2 separate regions of the Mus musculus genome follow, and region 2 is linked to region 1. Evidence: chromatin contacts called from public Micro-C data. All regions are on one chromosome and are shown on one strand. The core of a region is the stretch at or near the end of the contact, and the rest is flanking DNA. Distances in the headings are between cores, read along the strand shown.

Region 1 (4,096 bases), core at 553-3,052:
GGGCAAGAGCCATGCTTAGACAAGAAGCCTGCTAGGCTGAGCTTTAGGACTCCACCAGCCCCACACAGCTGTCTTACCCTTACCCACTGTCAACCATCCTGGGGGGGGGGGCGGGATGAAGATTTCTCTCTGGCTGCATCCCTAGTCACAACTCCATACCTTATTCCTGCTGGTCAATGCCTGCTCATTGCTCCCGTGAAGAATCAAGAGAAAAGCAATCCCCAGGGAATCCAACCAAAGGCAAAACAGCTTACTCCACAGCAGGAGAAACCCAGACACCCAGAGGAGCTTCAGCTTGTTCCCTTCTGCCTCCTAGCTCTTGGGCCCTATGATTCCTTGAGACCACTTTCTCTTTACTCTTTCAACCTTGAAAATACACCCTACTCGGGGCGAGGGGCGCGGAGGGGGGTTCGTTGCGGAGCAAAAACGAATTAAGAGACCGTGGGGAGGTTCACAGCACACTCAAATCAGGCTGCCAGGGACTGCACAGATTCGGGCAAAAGCTGACCACTACAAACGGACGGTTCTCTCAAACATCCAGATGGCTCGCTCCACTAAGGCCTTCTCCAATTCTGTCCTTGGCTCACCCTCTCGGGAGTGGGGCATCAGAGTCTTATATCCCTAGCTAGTCCTTTGCTGGTTGGGGAATTGTCCCGGGTCAGCTGGTTTCACTTGGGCGCAGCAGAGGGCCGCTTCCCCGCCGCCCCTGCCCCCTTGCTTCCACAGCTCCCTTTCTCTCGTTTAGGTTTGCGCCCCTCTCCTCCTGGAGCATCTCCAGCTTGCGGAAGCCCGCCGCAGCGCCCTCCTGGCTCATCTTGAGTTCCCACTCTGGGTGGGGGAGGTTGTCCTACTACCCCCTGCCTCCAACCTTCATATCCCCCATCTCACTGCTGGGGCGCACCATCCCCGGGTTCCTCCCTCCGTCACCCCTTTCCGGCAGAGCCCAGAGCCCAGGGCGAGCCTGGGGAGCAGACGCAACAGATTGCAGAACGCTGGAGCGCGGCCCCGCTGCCTTCGCGCGCCGCCAGTCTCCCGGCCCGCGCCCGCTGCCCAGACCCCCGCCCGACTTGCTCTGCGAGCCGGCCGGCCATTGAGATGCTGCTCACAAGCCTCCCGGGCCCCAACCGTGCGCGTCCCTGTCCTAGGCCCGCCGCAGGAAGCCAGACAGCCGGCGGCACGGCCCGCACCCGCCTGCGCGCCGGGCCCGGAAGCCGCGATCTCGCCGGTCCCAGTGGTCCCCAGCCCCTCGCGCTGCATGGGGAGCTGCGGCCGGGTACCCGAGACTCGACCTAGCTGATCTCTCGCACCCCTCTAGATATCCGTGAGCTGACACGCCCCCAGGGTCTCGGGTTTTTCCCTGAATTCTAACTCTGAGACCGAGGAATCTACCCCCCCCCCGCCCCAATCTCCCCTGGACCGACCTCGGTCCCCTCAGCGGACTCCCGCTGCAGCCGGGAACCGTGCTGGTAGCGACGGCGGAGAGTCCAGGGGAACACTGGGATGAGGTGCTCCTTCCTTCGGTTCTCTCTGCGCCCCCTCCAGGGGCGCCCGCCGCATCTTCACCCCGAGTCTGCGCCGCGACACTTACCGTGGGCGAGCAGCACAGAGAGGCAGAGTAGGGCGGCGCCGCGGCGGCCCGACATCCCTGGGGCCATGGCCGAAGCGGGGGCAGGAGGGGTCCGAGGGTGTAGAGATCCACGGCGAATTGGTCTCAGGCTGGGCTCGGTCGCCTCCAACTCACTGGCGCCCAGCTGTGTCTGTTGAGGCTTCGGGGGCCAGAAAGCGCAATTCGGGGACACTTTGAGGGGAGGGGCGTCCCGGGCACCACCGGCTACACCCTCGGAGCCGGCGGGGGCGCAGCTCGGGGCGGGAGGAGTCTCCACCTCCCCGGGCTGGTGCCCCCTGCAGGATCTGCGAGGAGAGGGGGGAGCCGCACGTGCGGTCCCAGGGCCCGGTGGCCACCAACGTCCCGGTGGCTGCCGAGGGCCGCGTGCCGAAGCCCCTGGCCTCGCCGCGCCGCTCAGATCCGTACTCGCTCGTAGGTACAGAACCCCAACGCGAACTCGAATCGCCTCGGTTTCGGTGGTAACCCCACATGCACAGCGCGGCTTTCTTCCTCTCCCAAGCGCCCTGCAGCAGTAGGGAAAATCCCAGGTCGGGAGGAAACGGATGATTTCTTTCGCAAAGAGAGAAAATCCAGGCAACTTTAATCCATCCGGGGAAGGAAAAGTTTCCTTGCAGGGATGAGACAGGCGACGCGGGTCGCCACCACCCTAGGCGACGCCCAGACGAAACGTCTGAGGTGGGGGACCAGATGTTTGTCCCTTCGCAGTGCTCGGTCTTGGACTCCAGCACTCTCTCCAGTCTCGACCGGGGTCTGCGCTAGCACAGGCCAACTCGGCGCCGCCTGGCCAGGCTGGGGTTCGGTGGCTGGAGCAAGGGTGGAGCTCTAGGCACTCGCTGCCCCATGGAGATGAAGCTAGGAGAAGCGAAGGAGCGGAAGCGCCAGCTAAGGCGCCCCAGCTCGAGCCGTTTCTTCCCAGAGCGTCTCCTCCAGTATCCAGCCCGTAAGCGTTGTAGGATGAGAGATGGGGTGGTCAGCCCTCGGCAGCACCGGCTACCCTTTTCTTTCCTCTCCGGTAGGGTGTCGCTGTCTCAGCACAGGGGTACCTTGCCCCGCCTCACACCTCTCCTCGCTTTCCCGGGGGAACCTACACAAACCTTGAACTTTTCCGAGGTTCACAGTCTCCGATCCCTCGTCCTACCCATCACCCCCGCCTTGCCCCTGGACACCCGCTCGCCCGTTGCCTCGGTGCGGCAGGGCACAGGCTGTCGCTCTTTCGGAGTCAGTCTGGGCGAGTAGATCGCCGCTCCAGTCCCAGCTACGGGTGGCAAGAAGCGGGAGCGCGGCCAGTGGGCTAAGGCAACCGCACCTGCGCAGCCCCTGGCCGGAGAGGCAGCAGCGGGTACCTAGGCGGCCTAGAAAAGATAGAGATGCCGATAGGGGTCCAGCTCTCCTTGGACGTGGGGTTGGGGAAGAAGAAGAATCAAGGACCAGAGGAAAAAAAAAAGAGGCGGGGGAGCCACAGTTGACCGAAGCAGTCGCTGCCACCTCCACGGCGCTCCTCGGTAAATGGTTGAAGAAAGACACACACACACACTGATGCTCGCTGCCCTCCTCCTCGGTCCGGCATCCAGCGCCCACCAGGACCGTAGCGGGCGGGCGCCCAGCTTGGCGCGCTCGCTCCCTTTTCCTCCCTCCCCTCCCAGATTCCCCGTGATCACGTGGCCCCGGAGCGCGCAGCCCACGGCTCGCGCGCCACGGAGACTTCCCCCTCCCCCGGCTCCCCTGTCTGTCCACGTGTCCATTCCGCATTCCCAGCCTGGGGGCGCGCGCGGCTCCTTAATGAGAGCCGGCCCAGGGCTGGCCTCGCCGTTCAGTTCTACTCCGCTTTACATTTAATTTTTTTCCCCCTCTGAGATTAAGGTTGGTGCGATCCGAGAGGGGTCGGTCGGCTGCTGCGACTGCGGTTCTCCTGAGCAGACGCCACAGCCGAAGCCGACCGAGGTCCCTTTTCAGGGAATGCCAGCTCCCCGCAGGGTGCCGGAGATGTTTTCGGTGGTTCTATCCGAGGCGCGGGTAGGGGGCAGCCTCCCACAGCCTCTGAGTCCTCCTGGGTCTGCAGGGCACCCGGTGGGAATCAGACAAGCTGCCGCGCCCAGCTCCTCTGGTTGGAGCTCCTCGGGTAAGAGGCAAGGGGCGCCGCTGGAGGCCGAGGAGAGACTTGCCTCTGCCTACAGGTTGTTTTGCAAACCTCTGAAAGGTGTCCGGGCGCGGAGGTGGGTGGGTGGGTGCGAGAAACTGCCCCTCTGTACTCTCACCCAGTCATCAGCTGAAGAGAGGGGGGTGTGAGGCAGACATTCACTCCCACCATCGCGCCTTTTCCATTAGAACGCAACCCAAATCAGACCCGACCGTCAACCGCCAATAGTCAATCAGGCATGAGATCAATGGCAATGATCTGACAGCATTATTGGATGTCACGAGGGAATCCTGAGAGGTCTGATCTCTATCAGTCCTACTCTGGAGGGGCAG
Region 2 (4,008 bases), core at 730-3,229, 2.1 Mb before region 1:
GAAGTAACCCAGCAGCGCGGGGTGTGAGCCGCTGGCGACCTGGGCGACTCACAGATTTCCTAGAGGGGCTGGTGAGTCCAGAGAGATAGCAGCTAGTTCTGGAACAGCTGGAAATGGAGAGCAAAGGGACCAACGGCCCCTTCTTTTTGGCAGCCGCTTGGGTGTCTTCGGGATAACAGGATCTCGCGCTCCTCACTTGGCTCTTCCTGGGGTGTCTGAATTCTGGGTATTAATCGACTTGTTCTAGGAAGTGTTGGGCTCGCAGGAAAATCGCCGGCGCTCAGTCCAAACCTGCCCTTTAGGTGGGAAGGTCGCCTTCTTACCCTGATCAGCCCTGAGTCTAAGCCTAGGAAGGACCAGGAGAGGGATTTATGCTTGAGAACTATTGGCTGCACTACTTTGGTCCACAGCCGCTCCATGGGAATGGGTATGTGGACAGGGGTACCGAGAATGCTTTAGAGGTCCCGCACTCAGAGGTCGGGGGTGGGGTGGGAGCAAATCTCTAAGAAGGCGTGTGAAGCAGGCCGTGGCGGGTTGGATTTACAAAGCAAAGATCATGCGGGTGGGAAGGCCAGAGCTGCTGATGAGTTTCGGGGTTGCCAGGTGGTGCAAGAGAGAGAAAAGGGGTCATTGGCACAGCCCTATAAAAACCCAACAACCTCATCAAACAAAAGCTAGATTCGTAACAGCTTCTTCTCTCTTCGCTGGAAAAGGGTATTGTGTTAGTGGATGCGGATTCACTGCCAGTCCAACCGCGTTTCTGCACACTTTTCTCCTAATTTAGCCCTGTAGAAGATCTGCTAGGCTCATAGATGAAATAACTCTAAAGACAGATTCTGAAATTCCATCTAGATTTGGCTGCAGGGTCCTTCCAAGTTTGATCAAATGGGCTTTCCTAGCACCTCCCCCAAATAAGAGCAGAAGTGGCACCACTTTGAGATGTTTGGGTTAAGCTTGGGGGAGGGGGGGCTGCTATGCTTAACTTGAGTGCTCCTGGGAACTAGAATACTCTTTAAAGCTCAAGCCTTCAGGACCCGCATCGATTTCCACACTTAGGCAGATTCGTCGCCGTCCCCCAAAGAAGGTGGCCAGGAATTTACAACGTGGACAGAATTGGGAAAGTGTAACATTCCTAAGGAATAAACTCTGGTAGGTCGGTTGACGTCCGAAGAAAGGAACTTGTTCGAAGCCTGGAAAAGGGACGACCGGAATGGGAGCCAGGCATATTCGGTCAGTGCGCCACAAGCCTCCCTCCCCTGCTGCTACGGTGCAGTCCCCCGCTGCTACCACCTCCCCCCAGCTGCGGGAGCCCCGCCGTTTCCCACCTAGTCATTTGTTTTTGTTTGTAAAAGGTGTCTCCGGATCACAATTTTCTCACAACTTCTTGCCAGAGTTGGAGCTCCTCACCCGAAGCGCTTCCCCACCCACTCTTTCTCCCACCCTGGCGCCGGGCCTCCGGTTTCTCCCGCCCCCATCAGGAAATCGCCCGAATCAACTTTGCAAGTGAGCGCAGCGGGAGATCGACACTCGTGTCTCCCAGACTCCCTGCCGGGTGGACTTTGGATGGACAGGGGGAGGAGGCACCGAAACAGACAGAAGGCGAGATTACGCTGCCAAGCGCCCCCTACCTCTCCTTAGACTCGAGCTACGCCGGGGGCAATTTCCAGGCCAAACGAACAAGGGGCGGGCTATCAACACCTAGTGATTTGCAAAACCAGTGTACTAGGACCTCCCAAGCTTCCAGATCTCGCTGCAATCTAATCCCAACAAGTCTTTTTAAATATATAGGTTTGCTTTTACCCCCACCCAGAACTCTGACTTCCTCCGCGCCTCCTTTCCGCGCTTCCTCCCGCCTACTGTCAATCCTTGATGCCGAAACGGACGTCTTACCAAACCTGGAAGGGGCCAGGACATCTCGCTGCTAGTCGCCGGCACCGCGCGGGCCCGCCGCCACTGATCCTCTAAACGCGGTCTCCCCGCATTCTCCCCGGCCGGGGGGGACGCAGAATGGTTTACAGAAGGACCGCGAGGCGCTGATTGGTCACAGACTGCCGTGACGTCGGCGGGCGCTGCATTAAGGCGAGGGGGCTTCCAGGGCTCAGCCAACAGCCAGGAGCAGTGACCGAGCCGCTGGAGCTGGGGAGAGACGCGCGGAAGACTGGGCCAGGAGACTAGGGACCGAGGGACGCGCGCCTGGGGAGAGCCAACAAGGAACCCGCGGGCCGGACAGCGACACCGGCAATCCGCGCCAAACTGTTCCAGCCGCTGGCCTTCTATAGCCGCAGCCCCAGGACATTCTAAAGCTCTCCAAGACGCCCCCTCCCCTGGCTTCTCGCGTTGACCAAGGAAAAGAAAAAGGGAGGGAAAAAGAAAGGAAGGAGACTAGAAAGAAAACCCAGATTTGCCACCGCACAAAAAGAGAGGTGGGGGGGACAAGGAAAAAAAAAAAAGTCGAGCGACTGTGGGGCCGGAACACAGGCAGCGGGATCGTGGGCCGAGCGATGCAAGGCTGCGCGCCCAAGCGGCCGCGAGTTGTGACTGAAGCCAGGATGCTCGTCCAGGCGCAGTGAAGAGCCAGACCGTGTTGCCTCCCCAGGAGTCCAAGCGCAGGGAGGGCCGCTCGGAGGACGCGGCAGACTGCCTGGCAGGCCACCGGCCGAGGTGACAGGGCTGGGGCGGTGGGGAGCGAGCGAGTGCGCCCGGCTGCGTCCGCCCGAAGCGGACGGTCCCTTTCCATTTTTGACTGGCACAAAAAAGAAAACTCTCCAAAGGGGTGGGGGCTACCTAAGCAACAACTACAATCAACAAAATATCCTACCCAACCCGCCATCTCCCCCACACCTCGGTCTGCCCCCGCCCCCTCCCCAGGCCCAGCGCGGGCGCCCAGAGCGTCCCAACTCACTGCAAGAAACCGGCAATGTAGGATCCAAAGCTTTCTACTCCCGTGTTCTTTTCTTTCCGTGTTTTTTTTAAAGGGGAAAACCCGGTGGTGGGCAGTCTGACACGCACACAACCTGCCTTCATACTCTGACAAAAGCAGATGCACTTTGACTTCTGACAGCTCTACCTCAAGCTGGAGAGAACCCAGCTTTCCCGAATCCTGAGCTCTTGGCGTCTTCCTTTTCGTCTGTTTCCATTTTATTTATTTACGTCCCGCCGCCTCTCACGGTGACCTTCACTCCTTCGCGGGCTTTGAGCAGAAGAGCCGCTTTCTAGCCCGCTTGAGACTGATTTTCCTCGCCCGGTGAGCTGAGGTGGCGCTGCTCCATCCCGTTGCCCCGGGACTCCGGGGCTGCCCTCTACCAGCCTGGTCTCTCCCCCTTTTGATTTGCTAGTACGGGTTTTTTGCTTGCCCAACTAGAGAGGGTTTCTTCTTTTTGGAGGAGCTGGTTGTCTTCAGAAGTCATCCCCTCGACTCTAATTGCCCTGTCGCTCCGGGCCTCACCGGACCAAACCAAAGACCATGGTGCACTGTGCGGGCTGCAAAAGGCCCATCCTGGACCGTTTCCTCTTGAACGTGTTGGACAGGGCCTGGCACGTCAAGTGCGTCCAGTGCTGTGAATGTAAATGCAACCTGACCGAGAAGTGCTTCTCCCGGGAAGGCAAGCTCTACTGTAAAAACGACTTCTTCCGGTGAGTACTTCCCTCCCGCGCCTCTGTTGCTCCTTCCCCATGGGCCCTTCCAGGCCAGCTTCGGATCAGAGGTCTGTGTGGCTCTAGCAGCCGCGTTAGGAGCTGCCTTTTACTAGGGCAGCCCAGTCTTTTCCCGCTTCTACCTTTTAGGAAGCTAGTCGGTATTGCGAGATATATTAATTTTCTCTTTATCTTTTTATAAACACATCAGCTGTAGTACTTGGTTCTGGAAAGCGTGGTCCGGGTTTGGCTGCCCGCGCCTGGGAAGAAAGGGTCTGAGATGGCTTCAGCTCAGCAGCCCTAACAAGGCGAGGGAGAGGTGGAGCAGCCTCGGGGTTGCAGCTCTCGCTTGCCTTTCCCGAAGCCAAGCTCTCC

Evidence for each region. A called contact is a pair of places that touch in the nucleus more often than the background predicts.
Region 2: a contact with region 1 is called in a Micro-C map of embryonic stem cells, with 10 times the contacts expected there. The contact joins the promoter of Lhx1os here to the promoter of Tmem132e in region 1. A contact is called at or near these places in 1 of 39 promoter capture datasets (embryonic stem cells), 4 of 484 Hi-C or Micro-C datasets (all in embryonic stem cells) and 1 of 115 datasets of contacts at active chromatin or transcription factors (embryonic stem cells).

What each region holds. Positions count from the first base shown.
Region 1 is chr11:82,386,606-82,390,701 of GRCm38.p6, reverse strand. It overlaps Tmem132e (transmembrane protein 132E), which reads right to left and starts at 1,802. Exons shown (of 9, transcript NM_001304439.1): 1 at 1,589-1,802. The coding sequence starts at 1,655. Gm38577 (a long non-coding RNA gene) reads left to right here and starts at 3,262. Exons shown (of 3, transcript XR_880073.3): 1 at 3,262-3,746.
Region 2 is chr11:84,523,631-84,527,638 of GRCm38.p6, reverse strand. It overlaps Lhx1os (LIM homeobox 1, opposite strand), which reads right to left and starts at 1,979. Exons shown (of 4, transcript NR_038057.1): 1 at 1,891-1,979. Lhx1 (LIM homeobox protein 1) reads left to right here and starts at 2,105. Exons shown (of 5, transcript NM_008498.3): 1 at 2,105-3,633. The coding sequence starts at 3,464.